Regions from separate parts of the Mus musculus genome. Here regions 1, 2 and 4 are each linked to region 3. A link is a contact called in public ChIA-PET and HiChIP or PLAC-seq data. All regions are on one chromosome and are shown on one strand. The core of a region is the stretch at or near the end of the contact, and the rest is flanking DNA. Distances in the headings are between cores, read along the strand shown. Region 1 overlaps Gm39928 (a long non-coding RNA gene). Region 2 holds the start of Morrbid (myeloid RNA regulator of BCL2L11 induced cell death). Region 3 has its middle 130 kb from the start of Gm14009. Region 4 overlaps Acoxl (acyl-Coenzyme A oxidase-like).

Region 1 (2,876 bases), core at 327-2,826, 200 kb after region 3:
ACCCACACTCAGGATGGCTATTCCCTCCTCAGTTAAGCCTTGCTGAAAACACCTTCCCAGAGATATGTTCCCATGTAGGTTTTAAATCCCCTAGTCCTGCCTTATTGTTTTACAGAACAAAACCTAAAGAGCATTTTCACTCAAAAAGGGGGAGGGGTCATTTTGTCTTTAAAACCCTCTCACGGTTATTTTCAATCACTTCATGACATCACATCTTTTATCCATCCGTACAGCCAGCTGAGGCTTCTGGCAGGCACAGTGCACGTCCTCCTCTGGTAGCATTGGTGTCTGTGCATGCTGGTCTCTCCACCCCATAGTCCCCCACAATCAGCTGAGACGCCACCTCTCACATCTCTATCGCACTTTTCTATCCTCCCATAGCATCCTCTTGCCCTTGTTCCTCTGTGTCCCACCACCTTGAAACCATTACCCGGGCCATCTCCCCCTAGTAGGCAGAGGATTCTTAGATCTGACAGTTCTTCTCTTTCACCTTTTCAGCAACTCCTACCTTCTCCCACCTATTCCAGCCATTTTTACAGAATCACTCCTCCTGCCTCCACCCACCTCCCTGTGACTCAAATGTGGCAATTGTGTCCTTTCTGAATTCACCGGGTGTGCTCCTTTAATAACTCGCAAGGGGAGATTTCTTGGTAGAAATCAGTTGGTGTGGAAATAGTAGCTACGTTGAGTAACAGATTCAGATGCTTATCTCATTATAATGGGAGTTCTTAAGGCCAGATTAGCTCACAGGAGCCAGTCGGTTGTAAAACTGCTATAACTGGTGGCTGGTATGTAGTATACAGCCCCTTCAGTGATGGCTTTATTGTTTTTGGATCTTTGTCATGTTTGTAAAATTCATTGTGTCCGTGGGTGGAATCTATCACTGTTAGTTGAAAAGCACACAACACTTAACTTAGAACCCAAGTCACAGAACAAGAAGAAGTTCTGAGTTCACTTTTCACCTTCCATGACCCAGATCTGGAGCTGGAGAAGCTAGCAACCTGGAGGCACCAATGGACACTACAGTGGTTAGCTTAACAGTCAAACTTGACACAACCTAGAATCACCTGGGCTGAGAGTTCAACAAAAGGATTGTCTGCACTACTTTTGCCTGTGGGCTTGTTGGCGAAGGGCTGTCTTAGGTTAATTGATGTGGGGAGACCCCGACCACTGTGGGTAGTGCCATTCCCTAGGCAGGGAGTTCTGAACTGTATAAGAATGGATAAATCAAGCTGAGCACTAGAAAGCAATTGAGCAAGCATGCATTTATTTTCTCTCTGCTCTTAGATATGGCAAGACCAGCTGCCTTGAGTTCCTACCTTGATTTCTCTGCAGTGATAGACTGGACTGTTAGTTGGGATTTCAAGTCAAATAAAGTCTCACTTAAGTTACCTTTTTTTGGGGGGGGGCGGGGGTGTCAGGGTATTTTATGACAGCCACAGAAATGAAATTAGAACACAAAGATAGCTCACGAAAGACTGCTTCCCCACAGCCACAGGACCAGGAGAAGACAGCCTAGAAAGACAAAGGAACCGCAGTCACACCACTTCTGCCAAATGCCATCAAGAAGCTGTGGTCTAGTTGCTACCCACACCAGCAAAGGCTCTGAGTGGGGAGCCCAGACTCACGGCTACCAGGCGTCACCCTAACCCTCTGTGAAAAGGAAGCTGAATGGGAAGCGTCTTCCATATTCCAAGCAGCATGAAGCCCCTTTGCCCTTGCAAGGTGCCACTGGAGACCGTGTGGGAAGTGTGGATCACCACGATGGTTCATAGCAAAAAGGCTGAGTGGGAAGTCGAGACCTTCACCAGAGCCCCGTGGCGATAACATCAGTGCCCTCCCCCTCCCCCAGCTTTTCAAGTGAAGAGAAAGAATGAGTCATTTATGCCCCTTTCGCAGGAGGAGCATCAGCAGATAGCAGAGGTGATAGGACGGTGGGATCAGAACTATCTGACAGAGATCCTAAAGCAACTTCTATGAAAGAGTGCTTCTGCGAGCATGTGCAAGCACAAGAGTACCAGAAGTCAATGGGAAACTGTAAGAATTACCAGTGTCATTATCACTGTCTTCCTTTTGATGTGTACCTATTGATGTGATAAAATACCCTAGCTAAAGCTACTTAAAGGAGAGTGGATTAAATCTCATCAAAAACCAACATCCAGGTATTTATTATAATACCACTTTTTTTTTGACATTAGAATCTTGTAAAAGTAATTTCTTAGTTCTGAAACTAAGACCTGAAACACCACATAAACCTTTGAAAGACCACCCTTTTTAATATATTAAAATTTGATTGTTAATTTATTCTTGGCTGTTTTGTAAATAATAAGAGAAGAATTTCATTTATTTAGTTAGTTAGTTTCACCATTTGTATGTGTGTGTGCTGTGCATGCATGTATATGTGCATGCATATATGCAAATATGGGCTATTAAATACATGTTTGTATGCATGTATGTGGAAGCCCAAGGTTAACATCAAATATCTTCTTTGTTATGAAGCTAAGTCTTTCACTGCACCTGGAGCACATTGTTTTTATAAATCTTTCTAGCCATCCTGCTAGGCCTCTGTCTCTAACTTCCAGGTGGCTCAATTATAGAAAGTCTGCCATGCCTGACTAAGTTTTTCATGGGTTCTAGAGATACAAACTCTGGTTCTCACGCTTGCATGGAAAGTACTTTTCCTGATAAGCTGTTCTCAAAGCCCTGAGAAGAATGTTTTTATAGAAGCTGTATTTAACACTGTGTCCTGATTTGACTTGAATATGGGCTGTGGACTAAGTAAGTAAATAAAATTTTGATCAAAAAAATAAAAGGAGAGTGGATTATATTTATTGATTGGAATTATAAAAGTCCATCGTTAATTCATAATTAATTAT
Region 2 (2,700 bases), core at 120-2,619, 130 kb after region 3:
GGTGCGACTGCGGCTCTAGACTACCCTGGTCCTTCCTGCACCCCAGAGTTCGTTTAACAAACTCTGTGCTCGGTCAGGGGCAGGACCCAAAATGATTGTCATCAGCCCAGGCATGCTGAAGAAGCCGAACACAGTATTCCTGACAAGGAGACAGCCAAGAGACCTCTCAGGTACATTCCAGGAGAAAGCTGAACGTGTGTGACTATCCTCTTCACAGAGGGCCAGGCAATGCTGATATCATGCAAAGACCCGAGCCGGCAAACTCCTGTTACGCTCAGAGTGAATGGAGCTGCTCTCAGGGCTCATTCAGTTAGGTTGCTGACTCATTCTTAACCCGGGAAGCCCCACACGCCCCAGTGAGTTGCTCAGAACAGGCTCCTGTCTTCCCTGCAGCCTGCTATGCAGCTTTTTAAGCAAATGACCGCTTTTTAGATTTGCTTTAAAAGTGGCACAGCAGTTACTGTAACTGTTTATTTGACAGTAAAGATGTTTGTAAGAATAGCAGTAACTCAGCCCACTCCCTTCCCCCATCTTCCACCATGCCCTTCCTGGTCCCTAGCCTGTGGCTTTTCTTTCTGCTTTTGAACACATTTTCCACCTGGAGCGTTAAAGGGAAGCACGGGATGTAGCGTGTTCAGAGAAAAGACAAAATTCTGCCTCGCTGCCATACTTCTTGCCCTGAAGCTGGACAGCTCAGGCCTGGCTGCCTGAGTCAGAGACCAGAAGCTGCCCCCGGGGTTGGCTCTTCCTTCTGCTTCTTAGGAGCGGAAACTAGTTCAACCTCAGTGCCCAGTTAACACAAACTCACCCACCTCCGTCTCTGACCTTCACTTTAGCTTCTAGCTAGGAATCCGTGGTGGCTTCCTTCCCAGGCAAGCCTCACGCTCTCCTCTGAGACAGCATAACACACAGCCACCATCCACAAGGCACAGCTCAGAAACTTCCTCCAAGAGTCCCGCAACAGACACAACAGGTGGGCTGGAGGCAGAGGGAGCCACTTTTCTGACCTCACAAAACCTTCAAAGTCTGGGAGAAGCAGTGTCTACCCCAGAACACAGCAGCTGTCACAGCTCAGAGGTGCACGGAAAACATCTTTGACTGAGAGTACTCACCAGGGAGAAGCTGATAGACGGGTCCGCCTGCCTTCCCAGCCACTGTGCTGTGAAGATCCCAAGATATGCGCAGCTTGCCTGGAAAGTCACTTTGAAACTTAGAAAGCAGACACTGCAAAGTCACCCAGTCCCCTCATTCTCAGAGATGTCCACATGATTAGGAAAAAAAAAAAAAAAGACAAGAAAAGAAAAAAAAAAACTGCAAAGCAGACACCTCAGTCTTCATTGTCACTGGAACCAGATGACTCGTGCTGACTCAGAGCCACCACTTCCTCTCCCGACATTCTCTTCATACTTTGTGAGCCCGCCTGGTCTGGTTCCCAGGGTCTCTACCACCCTTCCGGAAAGAGCAGCTTCCCAGACCTTGGGTGTGGAAGCCCCAGGCTTGTAGCCAGTGATCACCCTCATCAGGGAGGAGACGCTTTGGTTAGGAGACTTGGGGGTAACTGAAAATAAAAGGCAGAGATCTCACATGCACACGGGTGCTGTAACACGCTGGCCGTCCACAGAAGAGGGAAGAACCCATTTTTGCTATTTCCTTAAGGCATCTGAGTTTGCTTGGCCCTGATATCCCCTATTTCAGTCCATGATTTTTTTTTTTCTGCACAGAGTTTTGATCTAAAATCATTATATCTATTCTGAGCTGGCTGTTAGCATGTGTGACTTAGTCTTGCTAGGCTAAATCACATGAATAAAAGAACCAAGGAGTAAAAAACAAAGTTATGGTTCTCTAACTTTGAAAGAATCCTGAACGTTTCCATGCAAGAACCAAGAGCCCGCCTCTATGTCTGAGTTTTCTTTTGAATGATGCAGAGGGCGGGGCTGTCTTCCGCAGCTTCAAGCTTTTTTGAACTATGAGAAGTACTCCAGAGAAAGCGGAACCCATGTACCACTGAGCAGCCTCTGGTGAGGCCAGGTAGGGTTGCTGTGATTGTTGATATCTTTGCCCACCCCTCCCTGCCCCCAAAAGTCAGCACTGTCCAAAAAAAAAAAAAAAAAAAAAAAAAAAAAGCAGAGGTTTCACTTTTGAAACGTACATTTCAGTATATCAGAGAATCTTAACACAGCATACGTAAGAGCAGATATGTGTGCCAGAGAGTCTCTTAAACAGGTTAGGGAAAAGCTAACAGTATAGGCAGGGAGGAGAGAGAATTTGGGGGTACAGGGGCAAGGGAAGAAACTCATCCATTCATAGGTCAAGACCCCTCTGAGGGTCAAATGACCCTTTCCCAGGGGACAACCAAGACCATTGGAAATCACAGATATTTATATTATAATTCATAACAGTAGCAAAACTCCAGTTATGAAGTAGCAATGGAAATAATCTCCAGTTGGGGCTCCCCACAACATGAGGAGCTTATTAAAGGAGTAGCAGGGCTAGGAAGGTTGAGAATGTTCAGTCCTAAGGAGACGGAGGATTTGGCCTTGGCAACAGCTTGCAAGTACATTGTCCTCTAAAGCCTCCAAACACCAGTCCAGCTCCTCCAGGACATCGTGTTGTTTGAGCAGGCTATCTAGCACAGTCTGCCCAGACTTCCGAGAACAGCAAAATATATGAGGGGAGGGCTTTTCAATACAAACCATAACT
Region 3 (2,739 bases), core at 163-2,662:
GGACACACACACACACACACACACACACAGAGAGAGAGAGAGAGAGAGAGAGAGAGAGAGAGAGAGAGAGAAGAGAGAGGCCCATCCCCAGTGGCACACCAACTGGGTATCAAAGATTCAAATATGTGAGCCCACGGGGGGGGGGGGGCTTTCTCACTCAAACCACCACAGCAACAGAGTCTAGAACAGGGCTTTGGAGGCAGCCCTGACTCTCTCCCCTTTCTTTACACAGAGCACCTCATTATTCTCAGACAGTGCCATTCTGAGAGCAGGCACCAAACCGACAGTGAGTTTTGGCCAAGACTTCCCTTTTTGCATGGTTGTGAGTGACTGGTGGGGGACCTGGGTGAGTGGGACAGCCTTCAGCTATGACATGCAGCACCTGTTGTAGAGGGTCTTGGTGGGTCAGCAGTGGCCCCAGGACGACACAGGTGCTAGCCAAGAGCTCAAGAGCCATTGCCATCTCCAGACCTACCTCAAGTTATGCCTCCCCCAAGAAACAACTGCTTCTGGGTTGAACAATCTATTTAGAGAGGATGGCAAGTCACACCTCACCGTGCTCCCCACCAAATCACGAATCCACCACGTCACCATGCTTTCCTGTGGACAGAGGAGTGGCAAAGAAGCCATCCTGCCGAGCTTCCTGCTCAGGCACAATGACATCTGCTGCCCTGCTGGTGACGCGCAGCCCACCCCAGGTGTGGGAACGCTCTGGCTTCTTGTAGATTGTGGTTTCCCCGTTGAGTCAGAGGGATTGGGACAGTGCTTTGAGCAGAAGGACAGGCGGGTCACAAGACATGTGTGTGTCAAAGAGATAAATTTTGAATCTTTGACAACAGGTTTATTTCGAGTAAGCTGAGTCACTGATTACATCAAAGATCGTGCCCAGCTGGAGACACTAACAGCAAAACCCAGACCTGGGGCATTTCATGGAAGTTACCGTAAACAGTTATTTTGGGCAAAAATAGATTTTCATCTATTTGTTTATTTTTGAGACAGGGCTTGCCATGTAGCCCAGGCTGGTCTGGAATATACAATTCATTATGTAGCCCAGGTTACCTTCAAACTCAATGTCTTTGTGTCTCAGCCTTACAATGTTTGGGTTAGTGTTGTTGACATTGTTGTTTTCTACAAAGCTTTAAAACACACACAAAAAGAAATGAATTTATTACTTATCGCAACTTAGCAGAGTAGTTAAATTTATAATCTGCCTTAAATTCTATATGATTGGGAGAGGGTACCAAAAAGCAGGGAAGACCCTTGGTGAGGGTTGGGGGAGGGGTACTCAGAATACCCTTGAGATGGAGCGAGTTCATCTGATGTTTAATGTGCATAGCACCAGTGAGGCTCTCCACTCTATGGAAAGAGTGAATGTCTTTCTAAAACCTCCATGGAGTCAGGCCAGGCATCTCTTCAGACGTCTGCTTCCTGAGTCATCTTTGCCTTTTCTGTGACAGACTACTGATTCCACTGGGAACACTCTAGCCATGTGGAGTCCTTCTGAGTTCCAGGAGTCTATACTGTTGGTCACAGGGAAAGAGAAGGATCACGGGTTTGACAGAGGCTCTGGGGACAGCAGGCCTGGCTATCCAGTGGACTCCACTGGCAGAGGAGGGCTGATATTTTGCTCTGGAGGGAAGCCTGGGTGGAATAGGGTTTCCTTCAGGCTGTGCAGCAGTTCAACCAAGAGGCAGTTCAGCAGAGCAATTGAGCCATAGACAGCAAGCTCTCTCCCCGTGTTTATCTCCAGTTTCCACCTTCGATTCTTCTCAGGAGACCCAGATCCCTCCACTCTCCCCACGCTCATCTAGGAAATTGGAGCTACCTCAAGGATGCCAGGATCCTCAGAGCCCATTTCTCTGAGCAGCCAGGCTGTTGTGTCAATAGTCCGAGAACAGAAGAGCCATAGATCTCAGCCAGGTAGGAGCCTCGTGTAGCCTTGGGGGGTTCAAAGGCCCGACCCCAGTATCTGACCCATCAGCTGCTTTGATCTGCTGAAGTTTCTTTCTTCTACTTCCCACAGACTTTTATGATTTTATTACATGTGTGTTTGCTCTGTTCTGTGACAATTGAGGTGAATGAATCAGAATCACCAATTGTTTTTCCTTCTAGTCTGCCCAGGTCTGTCACCCCATCCTGCTCTGACCATTTTTTTTTTTTTTTTTTAAGATTTATTTATTTATTATATGTAAGTACACTGTAGCTGTCTTCAGACACTCCAGAAGAGGGCGTGAGATCTCATTACGGATGGTTGTGAGCCACCATGTGGTTGCTGGGATTTGAACTCAGGACCTTCGGAAGAGCATTCAGTGCTCTTAACCGCTGAGCCATCTCTCCAGGCCCCTGCTCTGACCATTTAAACCCCCTCTTGCCCTCCAGTGAGAGCACAAGCACCAATCTTCCAGGCTTCACCTTTCATGCTCCCCTCCCCCAAAGCAAGCTCAGGCTCTTTCTCCAAAACAGGAAGTTACAGATAGTGAAGTGACATCGGTCCCTGGCCTCCACTGGTAGCCTCCCCCACTCTCTCCCTCATTCTGAGCAACGTCCTCTGACTAACTCCCGAGGTTCTCCTTCCTCTCTGGAGCCCCCTTGCATCAGCGCAGCTGCCTGGACTCCTCCCAATGCCCAACTAGAATTTCCAGAACCTTCCAAGCTAGGTGGCCTCCTTCTGACCTATGGACATTCCTCTGGGGCTGGTTCTGTCACAGGATTTTTTCCCCCTGAGGATTTATTGCCAGG
Region 4 (2,700 bases), core at 20-2,519, 230 kb before region 3:
CACTTCAGTCAAAATCTTGGAAAGAGTGTTTGTAAACTTACAAACTCACTTGACAGTTTATATGGAAATGCAAATGATGTAAAATAGCCCACAGAACTTTGAAAAAAGTGGAAGTCACTGAGGGCTGGTGCCAACTGATTTCAAAGCGTGTGCCGAGACTGTCCTAGTCCAGGCCTGAGGACGTTGGCAGGAAGTTAGGCAGACCGGCAGAGCACTGCCAGGCCCACTTAGCCCACATATTTGCCCACTCAAATTCTCACATGAAATAAATTAAACAATGAGGAGGATTTTTTCTTTAAATAGTGAGAAAAAGTAGATTCTGAATGAAAAAGAAGCAAGCTGTGGTCTGTTTCTTACTCCGTGCACAAATGTTTATTAAAGACCAACATAGACTTGAATATAATCAGGGGAACTGTAAAATTTCCAGAGAAAACAGAAAAGCATCACCAATATCTACTGGAAGCCATGGTAAACAAAGATTTCTTAGGGAAACACAGAAAGCACCAATTGCTTACATTAGCTATTGATAAATTGCTGTTGTCTGAAAGACACACATCAGGGCAGAGGCAAACACTAAACCTGGGGGAGGGGAGGAATTACTTGCAGTGTCTGTCTGTGTCTGGCAAAAGGTTTTATCAGAATGTGTGAAGAACCCCCAGGATGAAATAATGAAAAAGATATGATCTAAGAAAAGTTTTCACAAAAAAACTTGAAAAGACACCTCATAAAAGAAGATAAAAGAGGAGCTAATGAGCACGTGAAACTTCGCCTAATCTTATTAGTCATAGAGAGCTAGAAATCAAAACCACAAAGAAGAACCAACACCCACCCACTGACGCATATCAACTGAACTGCTAGATGCCACTCAGCCCCAGGGGTAACGCAGGGCAGCGCTGGCTCTCATAACTAAGACATTCTAAATGCAATCATAGAAGCTGAGGATGCAACGTGATGTTAGAGCATTCATTCACTACCATGCACAAGGCCCTGGGTTCAATTACACACACACACACACACACACACACACACACACACACTCATACACAGTGAGAGAGAGGGGGGAGAGGGAGAGGGAGAGGGAGAGGGAGAGGGAGAGGGAGAGGGAGAGAGACTCACACACAGACACACACACACTAGTTTGGAAGTCTATTGTAATGTTAAATGTACACTTATTCTATGATCCAGAAATTCTGTCCCTAGAGATATGGCCAAGAAATGATGCTACATGGTTCATAAATAGCCTTATACAGGAGTGTTCCTAACAGCTCTATTAATAACCCCAAGTTGGAAACTGGAAACTGAATGTTTATAGATATGAAACTAGACAAGTAAACTGTGGTTGGCTTCACATAGTGAATCATGTGACGCAGCATGTGTGAGTTCTACTGACATGCTTAGTGATGTGAAAGCGTGTATACCAGATACCCCATGTATTCGACGGTCGAGGAGGAGGAAAGCCAGCTGACGGTGATATAGTGCAGCAGTCACAATCAGAGAGGGAGAGGGTGGTGCTGCATGCGGAAGCACAGAAGTTATCTGGGGAACTCTGTCTCTCAATTGAGTGACATGATTCCAGGGGGTATGTACACATATGAAAGAAATCACTGATGAGTGTTGTTTGTGTGTGTGTGTGTGTGTGTGTGTGTGTGTGTGTGTGTGTGTGTGTGTATTGAGAAATGACTTGGTTATTAAAGTCCTCACGCAGCCATGAGGACCCGAGTTCAAGTCCCAGGATCTGATGTATCACACACCCGTAGTCTTAGTGCTGAGGAGGCAGGAATGATGCTCTCTGGGCCTTTCTGGCCAGTCAGTCTTTCCAAAGCGGGGAGCTCCAGGTTCAGCAAAAGAGTCTGTTTCAAAAAACAGACTGGAGGGCAACTGGGGAAGATCCTGACGTGGAACTCCTGCCCCCACGTGCATTCACATGGACGTATGCATGCGCGTGCACCTCCTCCAGACACTTAAAATATCACTGAGCTGCAAACTCAAGGTTGATACAGGTTTCACATCTAACAGTGCATGTGCTATATCTCAGTGACAGGACTTGAAGGTCTCACTCAAACAAGCCATCCCAGTGGCTAGGATGTGTACCGGAAAGTCATTGCAGTTTTCTACGTAAGTTAGAAACAGTGAGGTCCAACAGGTGGCCCTATTTGTCTCGACTAATGGCATCGATGAGGATTCACTAGGGTCTATCCTGTGCTGGGATCTGTGTTAGACACTTCAATGTCACATGGAAAAATAGTAATGGGTCCCCAGGCTACCCAGCAGCATAGAATCCACATAGTCAGACTGGTGACAGGTCAGACTGCAAGAGATGCCCAGTGGAGGGCCAGTTCTGGCAGCAGACAGGTAAGCCCAAAGAGCCTAGACATTCTGCTGGCTTCTTGATTTGAGGCCAGACTTTGGGAAACAGGACTTTGGTGATCTGGTGAGGATGGGCCAGTCCTCATAGACCTATAAAGTTCCATGGAGATCTCCCAGATCAGGGTTGGCACGGGGACAGATAAACTGGCTCATGCAAGAATACCCTCTCCAAAGGCAGTAGACAGATCCCTGTGGTCAGTTGAGGTCACAAACCTCAGTGATGTTCCTACCACTGTGAGCTTGGACTAGATGAACTAAACCAATAAAGTAATCCTTGCACATGTGCTCATTGGTTCAATGCTGGATCAGTGGGGCAACAACCTTCCGGCCTGC

The links. ChIA-PET counts read pairs in DNA pulled down with a chosen protein or histone mark. HiChIP or PLAC-seq counts read pairs in DNA pulled down with a chosen protein or histone mark.
Region 1: an RNA polymerase II ChIA-PET map of memory CD8 T cells shows a contact between it and region 3, with 21 read pairs. The contact joins two enhancer-like sites. A contact is called at or near these places in 4 of 115 datasets of contacts at active chromatin or transcription factors (CD8 T cells, effector CD8 T cells, memory CD8 T cells and 1 more).
Region 2: a contact with region 3 is called in a BATF HiChIP or PLAC-seq map of CD8 T cells, with 8 read pairs. The contact joins the promoter of Morrbid here to the enhancer-like site in region 3. A contact is called at or near these places in 2 of 484 Hi-C or Micro-C datasets (double positive thymocytes and pre-B cells) and 3 of 115 datasets of contacts at active chromatin or transcription factors (CD8 T cells, bone marrow-derived macrophages and pancreatic cancer cells).
Region 4: an RNA polymerase II ChIA-PET map of effector CD8 T cells shows a contact between it and region 3, with 3 times the contacts expected there. The contact joins two enhancer-like sites. A contact is called at or near these places in 1 of 484 Hi-C or Micro-C datasets (bone marrow-derived macrophages) and 1 of 115 datasets of contacts at active chromatin or transcription factors (effector CD8 T cells).

What each region holds. Positions count from the first base shown.
Region 1 is chr2:128,498,190-128,501,065 of GRCm38.p6, forward strand. The region is part of intron 2 of Gm39928 (a long non-coding RNA gene); the gene reads right to left. Among named protein-coding and RNA genes, the nearest start is that of Gm39927, 22 kb to the right of the region's middle. Within about 2 kb of position 1,577, at least 46 of the 459 cell types and tissues checked have an H3K27ac peak or open chromatin away from gene starts, as enhancers often do. A contact at or near this core is called in CD8 T cells, effector CD8 T cells and memory CD8 T cells, where this site is marked.
Region 2 is chr2:128,427,982-128,430,681 of GRCm38.p6, forward strand. Morrbid (myeloid RNA regulator of BCL2L11 induced cell death) reads right to left here and starts at 1,370. Exons shown (of 3, transcript NR_028589.1): 1 at 1,113-1,370.
Region 3 is chr2:128,294,504-128,297,242 of GRCm38.p6, forward strand. No RefSeq gene overlaps it. Among named protein-coding and RNA genes, the nearest start is that of Gm14009, 130 kb to the left of the region's middle. Within about 2 kb of position 1,413, at least 109 of the 459 cell types and tissues checked have an H3K27ac peak or open chromatin away from gene starts, as enhancers often do. A contact at or near this core is called in CD8 T cells, bone marrow-derived macrophages, double positive thymocytes and 4 more, where this site is marked.
Region 4 is chr2:128,060,287-128,062,986 of GRCm38.p6, forward strand. All of the region lies in intron 14 of Acoxl (acyl-Coenzyme A oxidase-like), which reads left to right. Among named protein-coding and RNA genes, the nearest start is that of Bcl2l11, 64 kb to the right of the region's middle. Within about 2 kb of position 1,270, at least 74 of the 459 cell types and tissues checked have an H3K27ac peak or open chromatin away from gene starts, as enhancers often do. A contact at or near this core is called in bone marrow-derived macrophages and effector CD8 T cells, where this site is marked.